Linked DNA regions of Sus scrofa: region 2 is linked to region 1. Evidence: chromatin contacts called from public HiChIP or PLAC-seq data. All regions are on one chromosome and are shown on one strand. The core of a region is the stretch at or near the end of the contact, and the rest is flanking DNA. Distances in the headings are between cores, read along the strand shown.

Region 1 (6,455 bases), core at 787-3,286:
AAAATATCATCTTCATTCACTTAAATTTAAAATACTCTTTTGAGTAAGAGGAAGGCGTAAAGTTACATCTAACTTGGAGGAGTCAGCGTGACTGACAGTCTGTCTTCCCCATGACACAGCAACTAGCAGTTAGCAACCACTGTCATAGTTGAGGGGTCCTTATGAGGTGTTGTGGGGCTTGTCGGTTGAATTTTATCATTACTTGTGATTTAAAATAATTACTTTGTAAATGATTAAATCTTCAAGAAAGCAGATAATAAATTTTAAAAAAAGCATGAGTCAACTGAACAAGAATAATGCTGTTTCCCCATGGCACTCCAGTTATAGCTATAATGTTATAAGCAAATGAAATAATTAATGAAACAGTCAACTCAAATTCACAGTGCTGTTCATAGCACCGATTATTTTTACTGTCTTGTATTTTATTACATTTTTATGGACATGTGCTGTATCTTCCTAGGCAGACTATATTCTTTGGTGACAGGATACTGTGCCATGTTTGCTGGCTGTCAGTAATTGTATAATAGATATTGGTACATTAGTAAAGTCAATTAGGAAACACTAGACTAACCAAAGTCTGCAGAACTTTTAATATGCTTTTTTAGAGGTTTGCTGTGCTCATGTGTGTAGTGAGTCCTCTATGGAGTGATTTAGAACAGGAACAAGGCAGGGTAAAGTCTGGCCTGCATTACCCACCTAATAAAGAATGAATAGGCAAATAAAAAGATTATACACAATATCTCCCCTAATCACTTGCATTTAGGGAGTATGGCATTGGTTTCAATGCCACATCCATAATTTGAACGCGATAAATGCTCAATTAGATTAAATGAGATCTAATTGGTTACACGTATACATGATCTTTAGATTCACTTTTCACGTGACTTGTACCGTCCCTGTCTCATCTAAAACATGGATGGTATTTTTAGAAATTAGTACATGTGCAGTGTATTTCTATGATTTTCCAAAACCTTTCCATCAGTGTTACTGTGATACTCCCTTGGAAAGATAGTTGTTGCCAGGGCTCCCTCTTGTGGTACCTGCAGAAGGAGGCGAGGGCTGTGGATCTCAGCAGTGCAGACCTGTACTTGAAAAGTCATGTGTATGCAAAATTTTTAAGTGTCAGGGCATTTGAAATGTGCTGTAGGAGCTTGGTCTCTTGCAGTCTTTTAGAAAAGTGAACATAGACCCTATTAAAGTTTTTTGAGTTTTTATACTGAATTTATAGAAAGCAGAGTTGATAAACTGTAAGGTAAAGATTTTCCCTGGGTTTTTTTTTTTTGAAAGAGAAGGGCAGATGTCTGTGTCTTCTCCAATTATATTTAGTGTCTCTTGCTTTCAAAACGATTCTTACTGCTTGACCACTCATATCTGTGGCCTAAACTAAGTCCTAGTGTGAAAACATATAATTTCCATTCATTGTTTTCAGTGAAGCAAAATTAAAGCTTCCAGAAGTTAAATGTGAGCTGGTAGCTCCACCTGTTAAGAGTCTTGGCTTCTTTTGTTTTACATGCCCTGGGGTGTAATGGTTTCTTTCTTAGGCCAAGGGTCTAAGCTATGGGAGACTGTTATTTCTTCTTTCTTATTTTTAGTTCTCTGACTGGTTTAGAGAGTTGTTGGCTCTCCATTTTGTCCAAAACCTTCCTGAGAAGGCTTCTCTTTGTTTTATTTTATCTCCTTAAGAGCACTTCTATATTCTTTTTTCTGCCAGCGTCAGTGGCAGACTATGAATGGTAGCAATCTGGCTTGAGGAAATTGATTATGAGGTTTATTTTATTTACTTTCCTATTTTCATTAAACATTTACTACTTGAAAATGAGACTTAGGAAGAAGCCAAGAGGACTAATACAATCACCAGTAATAGTAATAAATATGCATTTGTTGAAATAGATGATTTATAGAACAAATAGTAAATTAGGAAAAACCCCAATATTTGGAGTGAAATGTATTCTTCTGTTGTAGAATAACAGATACCATTGGACCAACAGAAACCTCAATTGCACCAAGACAAAGACCAAAGGCCAATTCTACTACTGCCACTCCCAGTGTGCTGACCATTCAAAGTTCAGCAACACCTGTTAAAGTCCCCGCTCCTGGTGAATTTGGTAACCACAGACCGAAAGGTAAAACAGCCCTGCCAACCTTATCCCCTTGTAGTTAACTTAAACACACCTTTTATGGCTTGATTTCCTAGCAGCGTGAATTATTGGCAGACTGACTGTTGTGAAGCAGATATATCACACAATGCTTTAAGAATCACAAAGCTACTGATGCCTGGTATACTTAACTAGTTGTTTTCCTAAAGTTGTCGGAAAGGTAAGTTATTGGTAATACAAAACTGTGGTACGAAAAGCTCACGATTTGCTCATCCCTGGAGTCATCAGCTGGGGAGGGTTTGAGGTTGATACTAAAGTACAGAAGAGTATAGAAGAAAATTCTGTATTGTATTGAAAAGGAGGGATTTGAAACTCTAGCCTTACAAAGGTTTAATGTTAAAATGTTTTTAATTAGAATATTCTGATGGAAAAAGCCCACCCTTTGATTCTCAAACTGGGTTTGAGTCCTGTTTCTCCATTGCTCAGTGACATGTTAGGAAAATACTAGTACCTGTCTGTAGGATTGTTGTGGGGATTAAGTGACTGCTTACTGTAATGCCTGCCGTGTGATACTCTCTTAAGAAATGTTCCTGTTACCTACTGTTATCACTACAAAGTAAAATATATGCCCAAGGAAGACAGAGTTCACATTTCCAGATGTATTGCTGGATGCTTGTGGTGACCAGGTATACCCCAGGGAGGAATATTCTGTGGAAAAGAGAAAATAGGGGAATTTGACGTTTTTGTACCCATTTCCCCTTCTCCCATTTCCCAGCTTCACTGTTCTCTTCTGGGAAAACAATCTCTCACTCTTTCTCTTTCGAAGAGTAAATACCAAGGTATAGGGTATCTAGGAAAATTTTGTTTTGTTGTAAAGCATTCAGTGTCGGCTTCCCTTTTCTACCTTTGGGTTGGAGATCTAACATGCTTACGTTTGAATAAATCTGATTTATCACTCGGATACCCTGGAAATCTGCGGGAACAGCTTAGTAAGATGGTGTCTGAAAGGACTTACTAAAGGATTTGGGCTTGTTTTAGGTAATTTTGGGGAAGTGGGGGTATAATAGCGTAACTTTTACCTGGAGGTAGTTGAGCAAAAGCCTCCTTGGAAATGAAGCAGTGCTTAGTTGTGTCAGCCGGGACAGAGAGGTTTGGTCATCTTTGTGGTTGGGACAGTGTTCCTGATTTTGTCAGTGTTGAGACACGATTATGGAGTGGCCTTGTTGTGCTGATCCATCACGGTCCCAGAATGGCCTTGTCTGATGCTGGTGTTTTGTAAAATTGTTTACGTTTCTAAGGCGAATGCCAAGACCCAGGTGTGTCAGGCCTGTCCCCCAGGTCAGGGCAGCGTTTCTGTTTTGTACATGCTTCCAGCTTTGGTTGGGAAAAAAAAAATACTCTTTGTTTTCCCCGTAAGATCACGTGGTGCATCCCTTAACATCTCTTTGCCTGTTGAGTTTTACAGAAGCAGCAGAGACACAAAGCCATCTTTTTAAAAAGGTGGTCATGCAGTGCAGTCGCACTCAGAACAATGTGGAAGTGTCCATCCTTCTGCTTCCCAGAGGAAGCTAGTAGCAGTTTGGTGCACATCCTCCCAGTCCTTTTTCATGTTCGTGGGTGTATGTAAACGGATGTAAATAACTCACGTTGGGTTAAACACGAAGGGGTTTGTCCTAGAGATAGTTTTCTGCAACTTGGTTTTGTTACAACTTAATGTGCTTTGTTATGCGAATATACTTAGTACTGAATACACTTTGGAGTGTTTTTGGCGTCAGCGCATATGGCTCTACCATGCAGTTTTTAAGAGGCATGTGATGCTCCACAGTGTGCAGGTACCATAGTTGACACAACCATTTAGGTTATTTCCAGTGTTTGCTAGTACTAATAGCATCGTGGTAAACATCCTTAAAATGGACTCTTGATTTCCATGTCTGAGCCTTTGAGGAAAATATTAAAAAGTATACTCATTTAAAGTTTATTACATACTTGCCAAATTGCCATCTAAAGAGGACTTCCAAAGTCTATCCTCTGCTGCCAACAACAGCGTGAGTCTTTTCATTCCTGTTCTTGTCAACAGTTGATAATACTGATTTTTAAAAGTGTTTCCCTACTGAAAGGTGAAACGTTTTTGGTTTTATTTTAATATTCCTTTTGCAGTTTTCTGTGAATTTGTCTCTATTTTTTATCGCTCTGAAGATTTTACTTTTATGTATTCTGAATCTTATTTCTTTGCCAAATACATTGTAAGTGCGTTCTTTCAGTTTATCATTTGCCTTTAGCTTTACTTGTGAATTCACTTAACTTCTCTGGGCCTTAGTTTCATTGTTAGCAAGATGGGGACCAGTAGTGGTGTGAGGATGCAGTGCTGTGCTCGAAGGCGTTGTGTTCATGCAGGGCAGCTTTGATGCTGTCTGGGGCTCTCTGGCATATTCTGTGGAGAACCAGGGAGCACTGCTCACCTTGATAACACTAGCGAGAAGCCGCAGTTCGTGAGGGTAGAGGTGAGCTCCTGGAGTTAGTGCATCATCCGTGTGTGTTTGGGCGTCACCTGCCGCCACAGTGTTCTCCAGCTGGGCATCAGGGCCTTACAGGATGCATGTATAGCTGAGGACCTGAGCTTTTTAACTCCTTCCACCTGCAAAGAAAGATACCCAAAGGCAAATGGTGGCTATGCTGTGTGGAGGAATTAGGGTTTTCATTTTCTTCCTTATATTTTAGTAAATATTGTCAAGAATAATTAAAATGAACATGGGTTTTCTTATAATTGGAAGAATTAGAAAAAGTTATAAAAAGATTTTCACAAAGGTGTGTATTCAAGGCCTGTGGAGGGATGAAGACATGAAATTGATGAAAAAGAGTCCTGCTCGCCCTCCTTGTTCTCTCCCTCCTTTTCTCCCCTTCAGGTTAAATAGTCATATTTGAATTACAGTAGCTGGTTCAAAGAGAATATAGAAATTACAGTGTATTTCTTCTTTTTGGTGTTGTGTGTCTCATCCGTTCTCATGTATTTCAAAAGTTTATTCATAGGATTTTCCTGTGGTCAAATTAATTTTTTTTTTTTTTTTTTGGTCTTTTTGCCATTTCTTGGGCCGCTCCTGCGGCATATGGAGGTTCTCAGGCTGGGGGTCGAATCGGAGCTGTAGCCACCGGCCTACGGCAGAGCCACAGCAACGCGGGATCCGAGCCGCATCTGCAACCTACACCACAGCTCAGGGCAACGCCGGATCCTTAACCCACTGAGCAAGGCCAGGGATCGAACCCGCAACCTCATGGTTCCTAGTCGGATTTGTTAACCACTGAGCCACGACGGGAACTCCTGTGGTCAAATTTATAAAGCTTATAAATAAATACCCATTTAGGACAAAGTGTTAATGGATTCGCTATAGTAACATTTCTTGAACATCTGTTATAAAACGTTCTTTGGAGCCCTAACAAATAAATAAGTCTTTACCCCATCCCTTAGGGGCTGTTGTTCCGAAGAAGCCATGTAAACAATTAACATGTGCAAGGCGGAGTAAGATGTTACAAGCTGAGTGGAAGTGTTAGGTGAAGGAAAAAGAGATTTGAGCTGAACTTGAAAGGACAAGAAGATTGGCGATGGGTAGAAAGTGGCATTCCAGACAGAGAATCATGTCATCAAAGACACAGACCCATGCTGGTGTATCATGGGTCGAGAAATGAAGCATGAAAGATGAAATGACTTGTTCGTGAGTTGTAGTTGACAAAATCAACTTTCACGGGTACTTATAACTATAGTAAATAATCCCTTTAGACTATATGTACATGAAAGTTTCTATACCATAAGGATATGAGTGCCTTGGTTAGTGATTATTGAAATGATGTTTTGAAATCCAGCCATTTTATTGAAATCATCAGTGTGTGAATACAAGTTTTTGGAACCTTTTTTCAGGAGCCCTGAGACCTGGAAACAGCCCTGAGAGCTTATTGGGTCAGGGGCCCACTCAGCAGCCTCCGCAGCAGCATAGGGTACTTCAGCAACTACAGCAGGGAGATTGGAGATTGCAGCAACTTCATTTGCAGCATCGTCATCCTCACCAGCAGCAGCAGCAGCAGCAGCAGCTACTTCAGGATGCTTATATGCAGCAGGTAACTCTTTGGTTACTAAGATACATGGATTGTGAGATCTAGGCAGCTCTTGAATATTAGTGAATTCCTTTTTGTATCATAAATTCTACCTTGAACTCCAGACTGAAATAAACATTTTGCTCAGTTTCCTGATTATGAAAGAATATGCATTTTATTTGCATTCTGTGAGATACCCTATTGAAACAGGTTGCCTCACAGCTTCGTGAAGCAAAGAATGTTCATCCTGTCACCTGGCCTCACAGGTGTCCTGCA
Region 2 (6,413 bases), core at 1,084-3,583, 79 kb before region 1:
CACATTTTTACTGTGTGCTTCGTGAAAAATTAAAGAACGAATTGCTCAGTATTAGCCATAATTTTTGAAAGGGGGCCTACGCCTTAAACTAATGATCAACTTCCATATCCAAAGTCAGCTATATATATGGCTACAGAGAAGGAATTTTTTTTTTTTTTTTTTTTTTTTTTTTAAACCACAGCTGTTGTGGTAAATTGGCTCCCAAACTGATCACAGGAGACTTTACTTACTCTTGTGTTGTCATCAGGTGAAATCATGTTAGGCTCCCACTGTGCCTGTTAGGTTGTTTGCACTTCTGAACTGTACGAAATGACTAAATTTCTTAGTTATCCTGCTTGAAAAATATAATTCAAATGTTGTAGGAATGCAAATCCACAGTGAATCCCCACAGTAAGAATGGTCAGCTTATTTCTAAATGGAAATCCCCAATTGTCACACCGTATCAATTATCTGACATAAAATCTAACTTCCATTGAGCAGGAATGTGTTTTAAAGATCAGGTCTCTGGATGAAGAATTTTAGCTTTAGTGGGTTATGCAGCAAAAATGCCTAAATGCAGAGCACTGTTTTAATGTTGGCAGAAATAGCTTCTCTTGAAATAGCAGACAAGAAGGAAAAATGGAAGATTTGAAGCTGAGTCTTTTGCCTAAGCACATTTTCTAACGTTTCTGCCTGTATCTCATTTAAAATTGGATAAAGAAATAGGAGTGGGGACAGAACGACATTCATCTGCTTTCACAGAAGGCACGCACTGGCGTCCTGCACGTACAGTTTATTTGACCTACATTTAAAAAATTTGGGAAATGCCGTATTACAAAAACATCCAGAAGATTCCTGGCTTTTCTTAAGAAATGGAACCTTTGGCCACAGCGGGCCTCTATTCATACCGGGCGGGGGCGGGGGCAGGCTGGATTTGGGACTGGGGCGCTCTAGTTACACAGGCTCTGTGATTTCACACTCCTTACCATCCTAAACGTCTTAACACCATACTCATTTTTGCAGGCCTCACCCCGCAGGCATGGAGACTACTGCAGTTTCCGAAATGGATGCAACGGGGCTTTTTTTTTTTCTTTCTTTTTTTAATGTGCAAATCTCTTTGTTAACGGGCGGGGGACGGGACCGGGTAGCTGGTTTTGCTTCCCAACAGTCCTAAATTTGCCGTTTTCCAACGCTCTGACCCTAACCTCCTTTTTCCAAACGGCCCAACGAATGAAACGAAGTATCAAAGGCGGGCCCTTGAAGTTGCAGCTCCATCAAAAGCCAGCCATGTGACCTTCCCCGAGTCCGTTAAGCTCTCCGGGCCAGAAGTGATGAAAGGTCTCTAAACGGACTTAACAATTGTTCCGAATACTTCACAGGGCTGTTGCACAGCGCACATGAGATTTTGAAAGTACCCTATAGACCGCAAAACGCTCCCGAGCACAAGCGTCTGCTACAGAGGGCGGCAGCACGGCTTCCGAAGTCGGGTTACTGGAATCCGCTCTCGCTCCGCGCTGCTCCCACCTCCCACGCTCCGGGGTGGGCGAGCGGAAGAAGATTCTCAGGGGAGCCGGTCTGGAAAAGCGGCTCGGCACTGCAGCGAGAAGTTCCTTCGCGGGGGTAAAGTTGGTGGCGGCACTTTCAAGCCCCCAGAGCAACATACCAACTCCTAGGCGAGAAGAGACATCCCGCCCCGGCCGCACAGGCGGCGAGAAGACCGGTCACCGGGTCACCTCCCTGCTCGAAGCCGGGACCCCACAGGTCCGGCCGAACCCTCCCGGCCGGGACCCCAGACATCGCCCGCACCCCAACCCCCACCGTCCTCCTTCCCGTCCCCCTCCACGTGACAAGAGCCGGAACCGTCACTTCCGGCGGCGCAGACAGCGCGCCTGCGCGGGGTGCCCGGCCTCAGAGAGCGGCTGGCAGGGGCGCCGCGCCGCCAACGGCTGGGAGTGGCGGGCGGCTCCGGTTCCGCCGGGGCGGCGGCGGCGGCGCGGACTGCGCTCCAGAGGCCGTGCGGCGCGAGGAGTCCCGCCCGCTCCCCGGAGGCCCGGCCGCCCCGCCCCTTCCCCAGCTCCCTCCCTCGCGCCCTCCCGCGGGGCTCGCGCTGCGGGCGCCCAGCTCGGCGGCGAGGGCGCCGGGGGCACTGGCGGCGGCGCCCCCGCGCTCGGGCCCGCCCCCTCGCGCCCCGCCCCGTCCCCGCCCTCCTCGCCGCCCTCTGCGGGAGCCCGGCAGCTGCAGCGGAGCCGCGGAGCGGGCGCAGGGGCCGGGGCGCTGCGCTCGGGGCGCGCGGAATGTGAGGCTCGGCGGGCCGCAGCGCGCACGGACGCTCGGACGGACGAGGGCCGGCGGCCCCGCGCGGACGCCGGGCCGGGCGCTCGCCCTCTCGCTCGCCCTTGCGCGCGCCCCGCGCCCTCCGGCGCGCCGGCGGGACCATGAAGAAGTTCTCTCGAATGCCCAAGTCGGAGGGCGGCGGCGGCGGCGGCGGAGCGGCGGGTGGCGGGGCCGGCGGGGCCGGGGCCGCCTTCGGCTCCGGCTCCGGGAGCTCGTCCGTGGGGGTCCGCGTGTTCGCGGTCGGCCGCTACCAGGTCACCCTGGAGGAGTCGCTGGCCGAAGGTATGGGCGCCCGGGGAGGCGCGGGCCGGCAGGTGAGGGAGGGCTGGGGTGTGGCGGTAGCTTCTCCCGGTCGCCGCCCGCTTCTCTGCTCGCTCCCTCGGCTCCCCCTTCTGCCTCCTGCCCGGCCAGCGAGGCTCTTAGAGTAGCTCGAGGTCTCGCTCTTAAGCCGGCTTTTCTCGCCGCCGGCCGCGCTGGCCGGTGCACGGTTCTTTGATTACGAGTTTAAGTCATTTTCAGTCCTTCTCCACGCAGGGAAATACATAGGAAACGTCTTAGCGCGAGGGCTGTGGTGTCGTGATTGGACCAGTGACTCATTTGAGGGTCAGACCGAGCAAGATTGGGGCTCTTCTCCCCCAGCTGTGGCTCAGGCGGGTGTCATGCGCTGGCCTCTCCACCCGCGCCGCCGGGCGCAGGACCCTGCAGCCCGCGCGTTAAGCCTGTTTGCTGCTGCTCAGTCATCAGGTGAAAAACGATTTATTCCTGTGTGTTCGCGGGATGGAGGTGATACTTTGCCCCAGCTTCAGTTAGCAGGTTGCTTTGGGGAAGCAGGTAAACTTGGAGTCCACTTATCTTTGTTATTTAGAAGCTTCTCTGAGACAAGGTGCTAGTCCTACCATTTCAGTAAGTCTCTGGCGGTAGTTGAAAAGGCGATATGAAAGCAGGTTAACTTTCACTGGAGAAGTTTTGTGTTCGATCCCACCTTATCTTTTACTAGGCTCTGTCAACAGCTGCAAGTCGGCTTACAGAAAAAGTTATTTAACTCCATTAAAAAAAATCCTGTAGTTTTTTTATTTCTTGTATAAATTGGCTTGTAGGAAATACTGCCTTGTTGCATGCTTCATTGACTTTTGAGTTTTAATCGCAGACCGATATTACAAAATACGTACTTTTAAAACTTCACGAGAAATAATTTGTTGATAAGTGGCCCTTGTTAATTTCGGAGATTGAGAGAAGAAATCGAGGACAGTAGCTTTGGTTCTCTGAGAGGTGTTGATGTGGTTTGAAGACAGTAGACTGAGATTCCACTTGTGTTTTTTGAAATGCTGTAAACAGTAGCGAATTAGTGCGAGAGAAAACCCTGAATGTTTTTGTCTACGAACTGTTCTGAAGAGAAATCTTGATTATTCAGGGATGAACATCATTGTTTTGCAAGCTCTGGCCCCTCATTAGGAGCCTAGCTGAGCCTTAGAGCGGTGGAAGGAGGATCCTTAGCTTCTCCAGTGATGAATGTATGGTAATTGGCATTGATGGACAGATTTACTATGCTGTAAAATTTCCTAGCTCTTTATTATACGTGACTTTCAAGTGTTGATTTAGATTGAATTGTAGGTTTTTAGAAGACATGGCTATTAGCTCACATGCTGTACTTCTGTCTTTGAGTTGTAACTGATTCAAGTGTGGCTTGAGTAATACTACACTCACTTCACTTCAGTAAATCCCAGATGGGTCTTTTATTTAATAGAATGAAATCATTGACATTTCATCAAACTAGAGTTTGGATTTGTAGCTTCTGCCCCTGCTCCAAGCATGTCCTATCACTACCCTAAGCACACTGTTTTCCATAGAAATAAATAATTTTGGAAAATGAGAATAAAAATGAATTTCAAAAAGGGAGTACTCACTCAACCACAAAAAATGCTTTCAGTAACTAATATTACTGTTAGAGTGTTTCACTGACTTTTGCCATTGATTTGTCATTCTTCCGCTTGGAAAAATCACTAATTAAGTGCTAGGAGGAAGCAGGGCTTGAGCAAATTCTTGGGGAAGATGGCACTTCCCCACTCTGCACCCCAGCACCTGGAACCAGGCATTTGGGCTTCCCTGGAGGGAAGGCTGAGGCCTAGGCTTTGTTCCCTTGTGTATCCTCTTCTCCGCACGCACACAATCCAAAGGATCTATGTTCGGTTTACTTTTGGATCCTGACAATATATTATTTCAGATGCTTAATGTTTTCCCTTCTTTCCAAATAAGTAATGCTGTGATTTAGACAAGCTGTTTAAGCACCAGTGTGGTTTACGTTCTAGAATGATCGTTCAGGAATTTACAGACACATGTGCCCGTTTATAAAACTCGGGCAAGTGCTTGTGAAAAGGTAGGAGAGTGTAGAGAACCTGAACTGAGGAGAAGTAGAGCATTGAGTGGTGAGAGGGGTGGAGGTTGAGAGAGGTCGAAGCAAAAACAGTAGATTTTACATTTTTGCTTTTTGTGTCAGTGTTATTTAAACGAGCCAAGACTCTGCAGGTGATGTGTCCTGAGGAGTGTTTGCCAGGCTACTGCAGACACAGGCAGCTTGCTCAGAATGGCCTCTGCAGTGTCTTTGAATCTTCAGGAAACCTGGTGTGAGCGCTGCCTGCCCCTCCCCCCCATACACATTTGATTCTCGTTATTCACAGTAGTTATGTTTTATAAAGTTGCCATATAGTGATTTAGTGACTACTGAGGCATTGCTCCTAGGGTTAATACAGTGTTAGGGCACTGCTAGCCTCTGCTGGCAACATTTGTGTCAACCAGTTTATAACCTTGTTTTATGTGTGTTTCCTGTTTAGAGACACCTTGTTTGACATAAGTTGTTGACTCATTAGCATTGAGCTCATGGCCAGTACTCCTGTAACTCATGCGTAAATGAAGCTTATCTAATAATTTTCTTGGTAAGGGACATCATAGCCCTCTTGCTCTTAGGAACACTAAGTAGGGAGCACTTTGGCACTGTGCTTGGGGGCGATTTTAAACAACAGAATCACTATTGCAGAACACAAGAAAGAGAAAAGCATGATATGACATAGAACTTGAAAAGAGCACTTGGTTACAGTATGAGAGCTGAAACAGAGCAGAGCAATACCTCCTGGATTCCAGCTGGCCTTCTCAAAATTTTCACCCCTATGCGCATGTCTGCAAATAACTGTGAAAGTGTCATTGTATTGATTTCAGAGATACAAGTAAATTTCAGCAAGTAAGCACATTTGCAGATACGAACTCCTCGGATTATGAGGATCAACTATATATGTGTGTATGTGTCAGTATGTATGTATGTGTATATCCATGCACATGCATGTTTATGTCTTAGATATATTATAAAACCAGGATTCTCGGGTATGCTTGTGTTGTAGTTGTAACTAACCTGTTGGAGTAGTTTTCTCTCTGAAATATATGTTGTAGTATGTTTGAAAATGCTGACGAATTGCACCTTTTTAGTTCCTGCCAAAAGTTCAGAGGCCTGATGGTATGTGGGGCGTTTTCCTCAAAAACAGTTTAGTTTTAGGAGTGCAGATTCAGCTTTGGGCTGTACAGATGAGATAGAGCTACATGTAAATTTTAGCATGAAACAGTGTCAGATTGTCCAGCACAAATAATACAGTATAACCTAAGTATTTACTAAAACGTAGGACTGGCTTTTGGATGACATGCCTCTGTAGGCCTTCAGTGCTAGTCAGAAGACTAATTTTGATGGATAATGGGAGGAATGGGTTCTCGGGTAGGGGACTTTTATTTCCTAAACATCTTTGGTAAAATGTGGACTTAAATGGGAAGCATAGAGACCAGGACACCATCCATAATTTGTTGACGTCATCTAATCATGAGGTTATGGGGCTGGATAGGAGTGGTATTTTGAGTATGACTGGGTGAGTAGGACTTTCTGACACATCCATTGGGGTCCATGGGGGTTGTTAGCACTGTCAGTAATTGGAGGCCAGGAGTTTACTCCAGAGTTCTGTAAAAGTAGCTCGGTAGCTCTCAGTTAATTGCTTGGAGTAGAATAAGTGAATTTAGGTAAAATGTCAGTTTTCATTGTTAATTTTACAGGAATATAGGAAAATACA

What was found. HiChIP or PLAC-seq counts read pairs in DNA pulled down with a chosen protein or histone mark.
Region 2: a contact with region 1 is called in an H3K27ac HiChIP or PLAC-seq map of alveolar macrophages, with 4 times the contacts expected there. The contact joins the promoter of BMP2K here to the enhancer-like site in region 1. A contact is called at or near these places in 9 of 47 Hi-C or Micro-C datasets (brain, embryonic fibroblasts, fetal liver and 3 more) and 2 of 2 datasets of contacts at active chromatin or transcription factors (alveolar macrophages and skeletal muscle).

Annotation. Positions count from the first base shown.
Region 1 is chr8:138,706,637-138,713,091 of Sscrofa11.1, reverse strand. It overlaps BMP2K (BMP-2-inducible protein kinase), which reads left to right. Exons shown (of 16, transcript XM_021101897.1): 10 at 1,963-2,123; 11 at 6,007-6,203. Among named protein-coding and RNA genes, the nearest start is that of PAQR3, 63 kb to the right of the region's middle. Within about 2 kb of position 2,036, at least 10 of the 83 cell types and tissues checked have an H3K27ac peak or open chromatin away from gene starts, as enhancers often do. A contact at or near this core is called in alveolar macrophages and liver, where this site is marked.
Region 2 is chr8:138,785,886-138,792,298 of Sscrofa11.1, reverse strand. BMP2K (BMP-2-inducible protein kinase) reads left to right here and starts at 2,333. Exons shown (of 16, transcript XM_021101897.1): 1 at 2,333-2,595. The coding sequence starts at 2,415.